4 separate regions of the Mus musculus genome follow, and regions 2, 3 and 4 are each linked to region 1. A link is a contact called in public Hi-C and promoter capture Hi-C data. All regions are on one chromosome and are shown on one strand. Each heading gives the region's core, a stretch centred on a gene start, on an enhancer-like site or on the middle of the called end of the contact. The rest is flanking DNA. Distances are from core to core; before and after follow the strand shown.

Region 1 (3,191 bases), core at 463-2,962:
GAGCATACCTTAGAGCATCTTGGCTTACCTACACCCACCCACCCCCACTCCCCCACCCCCCACCCTTCATCATCTACAGAGCTGGTAGCAGACTCACAATGTAGGAGCAGAGAATGCAACAAAGTGATTGCCTAACAAATGGAGATTTCAGCTGTGTGGCTAGCAGGAAAGTTTCAGAGACAAAAAGTTCCAGGCAAGTGTGAGAATAGACCCACTGCTACAACCACCCTCAGCCCCCAAAACCATTCTAACAGCTGCCCAGACACTGAACAAAGCAGCAAGCAGGGTGCTACTGTGGATAACCCCTGGTTTAGGCATGGGAAGGCCTGAGCTAAAATTGAGCGGTACATGACACTGGGGCAAGTCAGTTTGCACTTTAAGCTTGAATTTCTCCAAAAGAAAATGAGATTTGACCTAAATAATCTCTAGCGTCCTTTCTAGGCTCAAACTTGTTGCTCCATTGAAACTTTACTGAGAACTCTGTAGCAGCAATGTAACGTTAATCAGTCAACATTTAGTTAACGGAGCACCTTCTACGTGCCAAGCACCACGGAATACGGTGATAGGAAAATCACCAAAAGGCATGCAATCTTCTCTCAAGCACATCAGAGTTTAATACAGGTGGACATGTAAATGCACTGCACTACAATGTACAATTACGGATTCACTGTATGCTTAGACATCTATCCTGTCGGGGATGACAGCAGATCACAGTGCGTGCCTTCATCAGAGATTACTGTCCAGTTAAATAGACACACGTTAGCAAAGAACTCACCACACAATATATAAAGACACCAAATGTGGTCTGTAATTGTAACAGGGGAACATGACTTTGTAAGGGAAGGTTTCCCTACAGAAGTGACATTTTGGGCGAATACCCAAAAGATGAAAAGACAATTCCAGACCAAAAAAAAAAAAATTGGGCCAATGGCAAAAGGGTCCCAGTGGTTTGTGAAACTGAAAGCTTAACAAAGCTAGACATTTAAAGAAGGTGTAAGAGATTTCAAGAAGGGGTCCTGAGTGACATGATCAGGTCAGCATTTGAAAAGTTACTCCGTCCTCAGCTCAGAGAACAGACTAAACCAGAACTGCCCCTGCTGAGTTAGGAGACTAGGGCAGCCTCGGTGATAAACTTGGACGAGGTGTTTTTACAGTGTGTGCTGACGCCCGGGCAAGCAGGTCTAAAAAATAATGCTAGAAATCCAAGTCGCGTCGCTGGGGAAATCGCTGGTAACAGCATCGTAAAGAAACCAGACGTCCTGCAGCCTCAGGGAGGAGGAGGTCAGGGCGGAGGAGCAAAACACCAAAGCCATGACAGTCCCCACGCGTGCCCTGCCTGTCACAGGAGCAGAGGACCGGGTCCTCCTCCCTCGTCACCGCTGGCTTCGCACTCTTAACAGGGCGTTCTAAAAGGCTGTGTCCGGTCCCTGTCCTCAGGACGGACGGTCCTGAATCCCACAACACAGCCCGGGGAGGGAAGACGCTGCAGGCGGCTGCCCTCAGGGGCCGTGCGTCCTGCACCTGAGGCGCTCACAGTCACACGGTCCTCCCTGGGGTCGGTCCTCAACAGACACCGATGCCTACCTCGATGTGTCCAGCGGCAGAGCTGCCGAGAGACAAGAGCGCCAAGGCGGCCAGGGTAGCCACCCGCAGAGTGAGGAAGCAGGGGGCCGCCATGTTTGCCGGCTTCTCACGCCCCGAAGAGCAAAGGGGCGGGGCGAGTGCCGTAAAGCAGCGCTGCCGCTGCCGTGCACGGGGGGGTGTGGTTTGGTTTGTTCTTCCCATGGTAGTGGCCTTGAGTTGTTTTAGTTTTTGTTTTGTTTTGTTGCTTCATTTTGTTGTTTTGTTTTGTTTGCCACCGCATACACCTTCCTCCATTCAGGTTCTGGAGTGGCCGGGGCAACCTAATTGGAGAATTACTTACTCAGCTATGTTTCTAGGTTTGTTTTGTAAAATAGACACAATATTTAAGGAGGAAATTTTAAAAAGATAATTTGGGGATCCACAATATTTGATGTTTCCCTTTGGTGTGGTGCTATCAGTTAGTTGGCTATGTGGTCCAAGATTTCTAAATCTTAAAGGACGACAAAATGGAAATATGATCACTGGGGTTTAATGACTGCCAACCTACAGGGGAAAAAAAATGGGTTCAGTGAAGGATGTTGCTTCAAGAGATCAAGTCAGAAAGAGGTGGCACCCAACACCTGCTTCTGGCTTCCATAAGTGGGCCTGTAAACACACACACACACACACACACACACGTACACACACGTACACACACGTACACACAGACACCATACAGAAGGGAAAAAATATACAGTATTTCTGGTCATTCTGTTTTCTAATTTTGAAAAAAATTTTTGTTGTAACACTATTACTCATCCATTTTAATTATTCTTTGAATATTTCTTTTAATTTTTTTTGAGACAAGGTCTCATTATGAAGCCCTGCCTGACCTAAAGCTACCTTGAACTCACAGAGAGACCTGCCTACCACTGTCTCCCACGTGCTGACATTAAAAGCACGTGCTACCATGGCCAGTTTTGCTTGAAAGTGTTTTGTGTCCTTTTTGTTTCACACACACACACACACAAAACAACTTTAGTTTTTGGATTTTATGTAACGTGTATGGATATTTTTCCTACATATATGCCTAAGCACAATGTGTGTGCATTGCCTGCAGAGGTCAGAAGTGGACATCAGATCCTCTGGAACCAGAGATGGTTGTTAAATCACCACGTGGGTTCTGAAAACTAAACCCAGGACCTTTGCAAGAGCAGCCAGTACTCTTAACCACTGAGCTATCTCTTCACTCCCCACAAAAGCCCTTTTTTTTTAATTGGATATTTTATTTACATTTTTAATGTTATCCTCTTTCCATGTTTCCCCTCTGGAAACCCTCTATCCCATCACCCCTCCCACTGCTTCTACTACAACAGACTGACCTACACTGACAGCATTTCCCTACACTGAGTCATCTAGCCTTCACAGGACCAAGGGCCTCGTCTCCCACTGATGCCCAACAAAATTATCCTCTGCTGCATATGCAGCTGGAGCCATGGGTCGCTCCATGTGCACTCTTTGATTGGTGGTTTAGTCCCTGGGAGCTTTGGGGGGTCTGGTTGGTTGATATTGTTGTTCTTCCTACAGGTTGCAAACCCCTTCAGCTCCTTCAGTCCTTTCTCTAACTC
Region 2 (3,191 bases), core at 182-2,681, 9.8 Mb after region 1:
TAGTTAGCCACTTGTTATGTATATATGAAGTTTCTCATCTCTTTCCTGGAGAAAAGTAAATTATAAAAAAAGAAAAAGAAAAACATATCAATAGGAATCTAGTGACCCACTTTAAATGGTAAGTTTTGTTGTGTATACTTTACAGTAAAAATCATACTACCACTTTGTACCTACCATTTAAAATTGTAATAGTGTTTTTGGACACAACACTGCTTCCTCAAGAGGACTCCCCACTTACTTGTTATAGACTCTTTCTTAAGACTACTCATAACTCCAGGGCCTAACTCTCTCTGTTAGTTACTAGGGAAGGTAATCATATAACTTGGCTTCTCCCAATGTTGTTAGTTCCTTGTTGCTTCCTTGATTAATAAGCCTCCATTTTAATAGCAGGAGTTAAAAATGTTACTCACACTATAGTAAGTATGAAGACAAAGTAATGTGTCTCAGATTTACAGCTCTGCCATTCTTGAAGCAACGGTTAATTACAAGCCAATTCCAGCTCTAGCAAAGTATTTCACACTCTGCAGTATGATGAAACTGGATGCGTGTTTACAAATATTTCACTTAAGCTATAAGCAGTTTCTAGAGTGAAACAGTATTCCTAAGACGACACTTGGCGAAGTAACAGTGTTCATCCATTAAACGCATTCTAAAGTTGATTATGTAACTTAATAATTAAGGCACTTGTTGCTTTTATCATTTTCAGCCCAGGCAATTCATTAAACATATAAATAGTAAAACTTTTGAAGTACAGAACGGAAAAGTTTTGCCAGTATATTGTGAGCCGGAGTCACAGAACTCTAGATTTTCAATGATTTCTGACTTCAATGATTTCTGAGACTCTTGGAGAAAAATCTGCAGGAGCCTGCATCAATGTCCCATGAAAGGTAAAGTGCTTCTCAGACTTGTAGCTACCCACCTGAAACCTGCCATACTCACCTAAATAGCCATCACCACTTTGTCCACATTGCTTTGAACCAGCTATATTAGATGCACTTAATCTTCAGAACCCCAAGGGAAGCGTTTACCGAGAGTGTCCACTCATTGATTAGACAAAAAAAGTATCTGTTGATACTTGTGATACATAAGTGTTACTTGTAGAAGTCCATTTTCCCACAAGTTACACTATGTTACTAAGTAGACTGTGCTACTAAGTAGCTAATTCCGATAGGCTGCTAAGTAGCTAGTTAAGGCTCACTACTAAGTAGACTCTGCAACTAAGTAGTTAGTTCTCATTTATACCTCCCCAAGTAAAGTCGGCTTTGGCTCCTTCCCGACGCTGATTCTGCCTCATCTCTTTCCATTAAACTTACGTTGAAAAAAAAAAAATCAACAAATGAGCTAAGTCAGCTTTGAGCTCAGTAGTTTTCTAGTCCCAACCACAGAGTTCAGGGTAGCGCTCGAGGAAAAGGCAGCCCGTGGGGACTGCTCGGAGCAGAGGCTGGCGCCCTGACCACGCCCACTTCTCCCAAGGGCCTCTTCCGCCCGGGTTTGGCTCGCGGTGCACCTTACTGGTGGCGACGTCGCGCGAGCCAAAGGCGAGAGGTGGACACGCTTCGGCAGGTGGGGGAGGGAGGAAGCGACAGCTCGGGGTGGGCGGGCGGGAGGGCGCGGCTCCCCAGCAGGGAGGGCCGAAGCGAGGCTCAATCTGCGGCCGGCCGGAGGCCAGACCTAGCGTTCGCGCAGAGCCGTTAAGCGCAGCCGCGGTGGGTGTGGTCTGCTCGCTCGACTTCCCGCCTCCCGGCGACGCGAGCCCGGGGCCTTTCGCCTCCCTGTCATCCGGGCCCGCCCAGAGTCCGCCCCGCCCCGCGCGCCTGGCCCTGGGGTCCCCGCCAACCCTCCTTGGCTTCCCAGAGCCCGCCCAGCAGGGGGCGGGGCCCCGCGGCAGTCACGTGCGCCGGCAGCCGCCAAGCGCGGCCGCTTTTGCGACGCGGTGACAGCCAAATGGTGCGACAGGAGGAGCTGCCGCCGCGGCCGCTGCGCCCCGCACCGAGAGCTCCGAGTCGGCTCCCGGCGTCGCCCTGAGGGAGCGGCTGAGGGAACAGAGTCCGGCGGGCGGCGGCGGGCGGCGAGGGGAGCCGCGCCGCGAGGGCCCTCGCTCCCCGCCGCTCTCCATGAGCCGCGCCTGCAAGCCGGGCCGCGCCTCCATGACTCCCTAGCTGCCGCTTTCTCTCCGGTCCTCGCCCCCCGCCCGGCTCTCCCGTCCCGCCTTCTCCCTCGGCCGCGCCGCTGGGCGCCTTCAGGTGCGGAGGCCCGAGCGGAGCGCCATGGCGTCCAACCCCGACCGGGGGGAGATCCTCCTCACCGAGCTGCAGGTAAGGGCCGCGGCCCTGCGGGAGCGCCGCCCGGGGAACCCGGGAGGGGAAGGCGGCCGCGGGGTCGGGGTCGGGGACGCTGCGCGGCGCGGCGCGCCCCTGGCCCGCTAGGTGTGGAAACTCGCGGGGTGTCAGGCCGGAGCCGCCTCTCCGCCCCGGGACCCGGTCTCCCGCGCGCGCTCTCGGAGGCCACCGGGCGGCGGGACCCCGTCCCCGCGGGCGGGGCCGCTTACTCGCTCGGGTCCCCTCCGGGTGTCACCGCCCCGCCCTCCCCCCAGCCCCGCTCCCTAACTCCTTTGAATGACTCCCAGGCTGTGGGCGGTTCCCTCCCTTTCCCCTCCGACCGCACAAAGAGCGCCCCCCGAACTTGAGCCCCCGAGGGCTCGCTCCGAAGTGATGGCCTTGCGCTGCCAGCCGCCTTCAGGTGACCGCGAGCCCGTAGCGTGATCTGCGGGCCGCGTCTCTCTCCCAACTTTTCCTTTTGAACTCCGTGAGAGAGAGAGAGGTGGTCCCTCGGATGGCTCTCCCTGCTCACATCCGGAAGTTCAAATATTGATGCTTCCCCCCCCCCCCCACCGCCCCAGACTTTCATTTTCCCTCCGGTTTGGACACAAGAGAGAGAGAGAGAGAGAGAGAGAGAGAGAGAGAGCGCTACAGAAGTTGTTTACAAACCAGAGAACTGTTCATTAAGTGAAAACGTTAGGCAGCACATGTCCGCAGAAGATAACAAAATAGATGGCGTAATTAGTGTAGTCGGTGTCGAAGCAATATTATTCTTTCCTATTCCCAGCTAAATAAAGTAAGCCACGATTTTTGTTTTGAGATCTCTATGGAGTAGGAGACTTTAAGTTTATCCTGTTGGTTACTTTTTCATTA
Region 3 (3,191 bases), core at 179-2,678, 5.9 Mb after region 1:
TCTTATCTTGGTATGTAAAGGACATTTTCCCCACACAATATGGCTTGTTGAAATGAAAGAGCACCAATGGTCTATTCTGAAGTTATAACCTTTCAATTGATTTTAAATAGAAATAATAAATATACCATTCTGGCGCTTTTTGAGATGGTATGGCTTTACCTTCTTCATTTCAAGGTCTTCTAATTAGCTTTGGATAAGTCCTTTAATGTCTCTGTGCCTCTGTGGATCTTAAGTAAAACAATGATAGTCTTGCCACATTTGCATAGGGACTTTATGAGGAAACTAATTACTATTTGTACAACACTTAGAACGCAGTATACTTGGTGTACATGCTTGGTAATTTAACATAATTGCCAATAATAGAAGTATGAATCTGTTTAGAATCTTCCACTCACCGCTACTTTTTTTCCCCAATAACAAAACTTTTAAAATGTTCTGGGAAATCTCCTTAGCAGCCAACAACCATCCGTTCATTACGCGCCAACTGTGGTTTGTGCTGCAGACACAAAATAAACTTACATGGTCTCTGCCCTTCCAGAAGTTAATCTTTCTGTTCTAAATTTGGAATGCTTTTTTTTTAGATAGCAAAAGCTCAAAAAAAAAAAAAAAAAAAAAAAAACCAGAACAAAAACTACCAGAGGGCTAGGTGATTAATTTCTAATAACCTCACGGAAAAGCTCAAGTACTCTCAGATGCATGGAAGCGCAACAATCAATTGGGAATGCGTTTATTTTGAAATTTGTGACTGTGTTGATGCACATAACGTACTTGTGTAAAACAGGCAACACATTCCCATATCTCTCCTTAGAAAGCCTGACAGAATTTGTGAGGGCAATCAGGTGAGACCATGAAGAAGGAACTCGGGAAGGGATAAGCTGTCAAGAATGTTGGTGATTGACCTGGTGTGTTGGGAGAATACCTAGAAGAGCGAAGGGAAGAAGTTCCAATGACAGCTGGGAGCTGAGAAAAGACATTCCTGGCCAACGCTGACCTCAGGGTCAGCAGGGTCGGCAGGACGCGGAGGGGCGCACGCACGTCCCTGCAGCCACGCAGGAAGATCAAGCGAGAGCAACCACGGCGTGCGGAACGCGGGCCACACGGATGCGGGAGCAGGCCGAGCCCTGGCACTGTGCCCCCCGCCCGGCTCTGGGGCACCGGATGCCAGGCCGAGGAAGGATCTGGGGTGCTTCCAAACTAACGGTCCCCACGTCCCTCGCTACTTCGAGCTTAGCCTCCGCGGCCAAGCCCAGCATCCACGCAACAAGCAATAAGTTACCGCTACAACCCTGCACAGAGGGGCTCCCGCCCGCCGGGGGGCTTGACCGCGTCACTTCCGGCGCGCCCGCCCGGAAAGAGGCGGAGGTCGCAGTCCGGGTGTGCGGCTCCTGGGGACGCGCCGTGTCGGGGACGCGCGTGGAGGGCGGGCTCGGGAAGGGGGAGTGTCCGCGCGCCGCCGCTGCCGCCGCCGCCACCGCCGCCACCGCCGCCACCGCCACGGTCCCGGTCTCTGCCGGAGAGCTCTCAGCATCTCTCCCGGACACCCAGCCCCTCCGTGCAGCCGGACGCCGCGCTCTAGGGTCTGCGGGAGCCTAGCCAAAGCCTAGCCAAAGTTGCTGCCGACTGCGGGGCGGGCGGCGGGACGGCCCCGGTCCCCTCCCCTCCGTCATCCCTGCTTGCGGACTCCCGGGTCATGGGGAACACTGCGATCGCCAAGAAAGGCAGCGAAGTGGAGAGCGGTGAGTCGAGTCGAAGGCCCTGGCTGGGTTCCCGCCGGATGGGCCGCCGCGCGGTGCAGCGCCCTGGGCCGGTGTCCCCCCCAAGGCCGCGCGCGAGCCACGGGCCGGGCCTTGCAGTGGCCGCGGGGGCCGGCCGCCTCCTCCTCTGTCCCCTCCCCCACGAAGGCTCGGGGGTGAGGGCCAAGCCCCGGGGCTCACTGGAGAGAGGGAAGGCGGGCAGCGAGGTCCCTGTGATCCCCTTTCTTACTAGAGCGAGGAGGGCTGCCACGGTCTGGAACGCGTCCCCAAATATGGTCCTTTTGTGATCGCACCCTTAGCTCTTCTTTCTCCCAGAGCCCCCAACACCCAGACCCTCCTTTAAGGGAGCCACAGGTAGTACGTTTGGGTTGACTTGGCTTTTTCTCCTTCTCCTGGATGTATATCAGTTTTCTCACAAGGTGAGTGTCCGTGAGGGTCTCCAAAGGTGACGTTAACCCTTAGTGTCTAAGGCTCTTTCTTTCACCCAAGAGATTAGAGATGGCAGACATAAATACAAGCAGCAACTTTATCCATTCGAGGAAAAATAAGTGAGACAGCGTTGCGTTTACTCTAGACATCCAGGAATGTTCCAGGATGCCTGTAAAACTTAGAGGCATTTCAGAGTTGAAGTGCTTTCTTCCGAGAGCTGAAAGTTCAGACGTTCAGTACTGTGTACAAAATTTCAAGACAAAAGGGTCGTGGGAATTGAGTTTCTGTGTAGCAACTTGGTTTTATATGTAAGCATACACATATATGCGTGTTGTGTAACAGGCTGTGAGAAAATTGTGTGCCATTATTCGGCTCATATTATAATTTATAATTCACAATAATTAGAGAACGGTCCCTGACTTTTGTTACATTGCCATAGGTTAATGACATCTCAGTCCTTGAAGTAAGTCTGACAATTTGTTCGTGTTACTGTAAGTAACGTCTTCCATTGTGTCTGTGTTTATAACAGAAGAATGAAGCCAATCTTGTAATTAGCTTGAAGCAAACAGCTTTTGATTCTCATGAACAAAGCAGAGTTGAGTTGACAGAAGAGAGTCTAGCTATTGCTTTTGTGGAATGTAAACAACAGTCAGATTTAACGGGTTATGTTTCATCAATAAGGTTCGTTCCAGGGCATGGAACAGCAGGGCAAACTGTTGGTGAGCATGTGACAACTTGAAAAGCCGATGTAGAATTAGGACTTCCTTGTTATCTTAGTAATTGTGCAAATGTAGTAACTAATTGTACAGACTCACAAAAAATGAAGTATGACAAAATACTATATCCATGTAACATTGCTTTTCCCCTATTTCTCTTGTACAATGTATGCTAATTGTGTTATGAAAATATGCTTGATAGTTGGATCAGCCCAGTAATTTTCTTAGCAAGTGCTATCTTGCACAGTTCTTATATTTTTAATGATAGTCCACTCTCCAGCAGTCTATACAC
Region 4 (3,191 bases), core at 459-2,958, 5.3 Mb before region 1:
ATCCCCCACAGACCCACCGACAAGCTTACTTGTGTTGACCCTAAAAAAAAAAAAAAAAAAAAAAAAAAAAAAAAAACCACTTTCCTATTGTCCCAATGCTGTGCAAGAGGCTGCTTTACAATGGTATAGCAATTATACAACGGTTTTCAATACCAGTCTGAATACTCTCCCAAAATTGCCTCTGCCAAACGAACCAGTATATCTGTCTTCTCTCAGGTACTCAGGACATGGGTAGAAAGAAGGAAGCCATTTCTTGGCCACAATATAATCCAAATGGCAGCTAACCCAGTTCCCACCACAGTCCTTGTTGCCCTGTAAAACTTCAAAAGTCAGGCTTCCAATGTCTACATTTCTGTCAGCATTCTTATTTTCCAACTTCCCATAACAACAAAACAAACCAAAACACAGTCCATTATGCTCTGCCCATAACATTCAGCTTTTTTCCTAGACCTACATTCCAGAGCCTTCCACATTCTAGCCATATAAAATAGTTCAAATATCCTAGGAACCATGTAGTCAGATTTATCCACTTTCTGGGTACCAATTTCTATTCTACTCTTCTTTCCAGACGCTGTGGTAAAATACCATAACAAAGAACCTTAGAGAAAAAGTTTATTTTAGCTCATAATTTCATTTGCAGGCCATCAGTCAAGATGGCAGGAACTTGGAACAGCTACTCACAACACAACTACAATCAAGAGCAGAGGGAGAAATGAATTAAGGCACGCACACTTTTTTATACGACTCAACCTTTGGATTCAAGACCCAACTTAGGGAATGGCACAACCCACAGTGGGCTAGATCTTCCTACATCAATTATCAATCAAGACAGGTCTTCATAGACGTTCTTCATAGAGAACATGATCTAAATAATCCCTCATTGATTGTGTCAACTTGACACAAGTAATCATCACATTCAGTAAGCATACACATAATGTCTTTACTTAGTCAACCTTACAGATACATAAGTACATTATTAGAAGTGGAAGATTTTAATCAATGCAAGTAGAAAAAAATATTACAGAAAGAATGCTTCACTTCTCAATCCTCTCTTTGTCTCTGTCCTCTCCTACCAAACACATACACTACAAAGGTATTTATTTATACTTAGTAATATGTAGATTTGTGCTTGTTGATCATTCATAGGTTTCTCAGGATGTTCTCAAATTCATATACTCCGCAGCATTTACTCTGAATTAGTACTTAGGATAAGGAGTATGTTTGTCATTGGGATTTTCCTCAAGTGGAAGAAAAAAAAAGGCTAGGCTTGAAAGAAAATTATTCTAAGCTCACAGAGGGGAGCTGGTAAAACGAAAATAAGAGGAAGGCGAATCAAATACCTGCCTATCCTCTATCTCACAGCGAATTTACTCCCAAACTACGATGTTTATCCCGTATTCTGTGGACATCTCAGTGAACACTTCGAGTAAGTCAAGGCCAGTCTTAGCAGGGCCACGGAGCAGGCGCGGGTGGGTGCACAGGGGACCAAGAGGATGTTCGCGCGCTGCCTCACCTTCCCCGAGGTTCCTTCCCGCCAAGTTGAGTTGGCCGCTGCTTCTCGCTGCCTTCAGCAGGCCCTGGGGAACAGAGGGGCCTCTGTCCTTGCCCTCCGCGTGGAATCCCGCACGAGGGTCAAACCTAGGGGCTCTCAGCTGGCGCGACATATTCAAAAGCTCACACCGGAAGCCCCGACCACGGCTGTGACGTTTCAAGGTGCCATGGCTGGATAACCCCGCCCCTTCCGCCTCACAGTAATCCGGGCCTTGCCCTAGCTGCGCGCGCTGATGTCGTCACCGCCAGCTCCCGGGACCGCAGGACCGACGAGCCCTTCCGTTGCCCTCACCAACCTCGCCCTCAGGAGAAACTTCTTTCGGGTAAGTGCGTCTAACGGGCTGAGAGGTCCTCGTGGGGGGAACATGGGCTCCCTAGACAGCGCGGTCGGGCATGGCTGCGCTACCCAACGTCGCATCAGAACGTGGCGGCGTCGAAACCTGAGGCGCGGCCTGTGGCCCTGGGCGCCAGGCCTGGGGATCGCTGAGTTCAGTGCGGTGATCGAATTGATCCCGGAGAACAGGATGGCGAGTGACACGAAGCTTGGCCCTTAAGCTTAAGTACCCACCTGACAGCTAAAAGCTGTGGTGAAGGGCTCGGACTTCGAATCCTGCTCGCTTACAGACTAACTTATGCAGTTGGTCCCACGCTTACGAAGCTCATTTTTCACTGATTTACCGATAATCCAGTCTTAAGAAGTTTTAAAAATAACTTCGGATAATGAAAATGTAAATACTGACCTGGCATGGTGGCGCACGTCTTTAATCACAGCACTAGATTAGGCAGAGTCAAATGGATCTCTTGAATTGGAGGTCAGCCAGGTCTACACAGCGAGTCCAGGACAGCCAGAGCAACAGAGAAACAGTCTCAAAAAAGAAAAAAGGAAAAAAAAAAGAAGAAGAAAGAAAGAAAGCAAAGAAAATTTAAATGCGTAGTTTTGTTGTAAATACAAAAAAGAAAATTTTATTTAATAAGTAGCGATTTCCTGCTTAGTTTTTCCTGGAGTTTACAAAGTATTGATATATTTTCCCAAACGAAGAAGTAGCCCTCAACTATCCAGGGCTGGGGATATAATTCCCTAACGTGGGCAGGGCCGTGAATCCTGTGTCCAGCGCAGACCAAATTCTTTGACTGAAATTGATTTTCTATTACATTCCTCTTTAAGTTTAGTGTTTCTTTTTGCACACGTGAATAGGGTTTCACGTGCCCTGGTGCCTCAGGAGGTTAGAGAACAACTTGAGGGAGTGGGTTTTTTTTTCCACCAACCTGCAGAGCCATCTCACCAGTATGAAATGGTTATGAGTCTGGGGGATGTTTAGAGATTCACTAGAATGCAGCGCCCAGCCACCTCAGTCGGGTTTATAAAGGCAAAGAATGCAAAATTACAATGTGTTTATGTTCAAGCAGAACAAATTTATTTACAGGAACATCAGTTAAAAATATATATCCTTAGCAGTCCTTAACATAGGAGGTCTAATTTTGCCTAACTACAGAGATTTTTAACTTTTAAACATAGTTAGCCATCAACATGTCAGCCATCACAGAAATGAGTTTTTAAATTAATTTGTTTTCTGTGTATTTATGTTTGTGTTTTTTTGCTCTAAGAAAATATCAGATCCTTTGCAACTGTGGTTATGCAA

What was found. Promoter capture Hi-C pulls out the DNA fragments that hold promoters and counts their contacts. Hi-C and Micro-C count contacts between places; a contact is called where the count stands out from the background.
Region 2: a promoter capture Hi-C map of liver shows a contact between it and region 1, with 2.9 times the contacts expected there. The contact joins the promoter of 9530052C20Rik here to the promoter of Pigk in region 1. A contact is called at or near these places in 2 of 39 promoter capture datasets (liver and pre-B cells) and 1 of 484 Hi-C or Micro-C datasets (CD4 T cells).
Region 3: a promoter capture Hi-C map of pre-B cells shows a contact between it and region 1. The contact joins the promoter of Prkacb here to the promoter of Pigk in region 1. A contact is called at or near these places in 3 of 39 promoter capture datasets (cranial neural crest, liver and pre-B cells).
Region 4: a Hi-C map of B cells shows a contact between it and region 1, with 6 read pairs. The contact joins the promoter of Lrrc40 here to the promoter of Pigk in region 1. A contact is called at or near these places in 1 of 39 promoter capture datasets (pre-B cells), 1 of 484 Hi-C or Micro-C datasets (B cells) and 1 of 9 other capture datasets (pancreatic islet).

Annotation. Positions count from the first base shown.
Region 1 is chr3:152,712,621-152,715,811 of GRCm38.p6, reverse strand. It overlaps Pigk (phosphatidylinositol glycan anchor biosynthesis, class K), which reads right to left and starts at 1,712. Exons shown (of 11, transcript NM_025662.5): 1 at 1,585-1,712. The coding sequence starts at 1,677.
Region 2 is chr3:142,880,735-142,883,925 of GRCm38.p6, reverse strand. 9530052C20Rik (RIKEN cDNA 9530052C20 gene) reads right to left here and starts at 1,431. Exons shown (of 2, transcript NR_152127.1): 1 at 940-1,431. It overlaps Pkn2 (protein kinase N2), which reads left to right and starts at 1,922. Exons shown (of 22, transcript NM_178654.4): 1 at 1,922-2,315. The coding sequence starts at 2,268.
Region 3 is chr3:146,811,183-146,814,373 of GRCm38.p6, reverse strand. It overlaps Prkacb (protein kinase, cAMP dependent, catalytic, beta), which reads left to right and starts at 1,428. Exons shown (of 10, transcript NM_011100.4): 1 at 1,428-1,736. The coding sequence starts at 1,691. LOC115486180 (a long non-coding RNA gene) reads left to right here and starts at 1,744. Exons shown (of 2, transcript XR_003954577.1): 1 at 1,744-2,173.
Region 4 is chr3:158,035,199-158,038,389 of GRCm38.p6, reverse strand. Lrrc40 (leucine rich repeat containing 40) reads right to left here and starts at 1,708. Exons shown (of 15, transcript NM_024194.6): 1 at 1,514-1,708. The coding sequence starts at 1,664. Srsf11 (serine and arginine-rich splicing factor 11) reads left to right here and starts at 1,784. Exons shown (of 13, transcript NM_001379531.1): 1 at 1,784-1,874. The coding sequence starts at 1,785.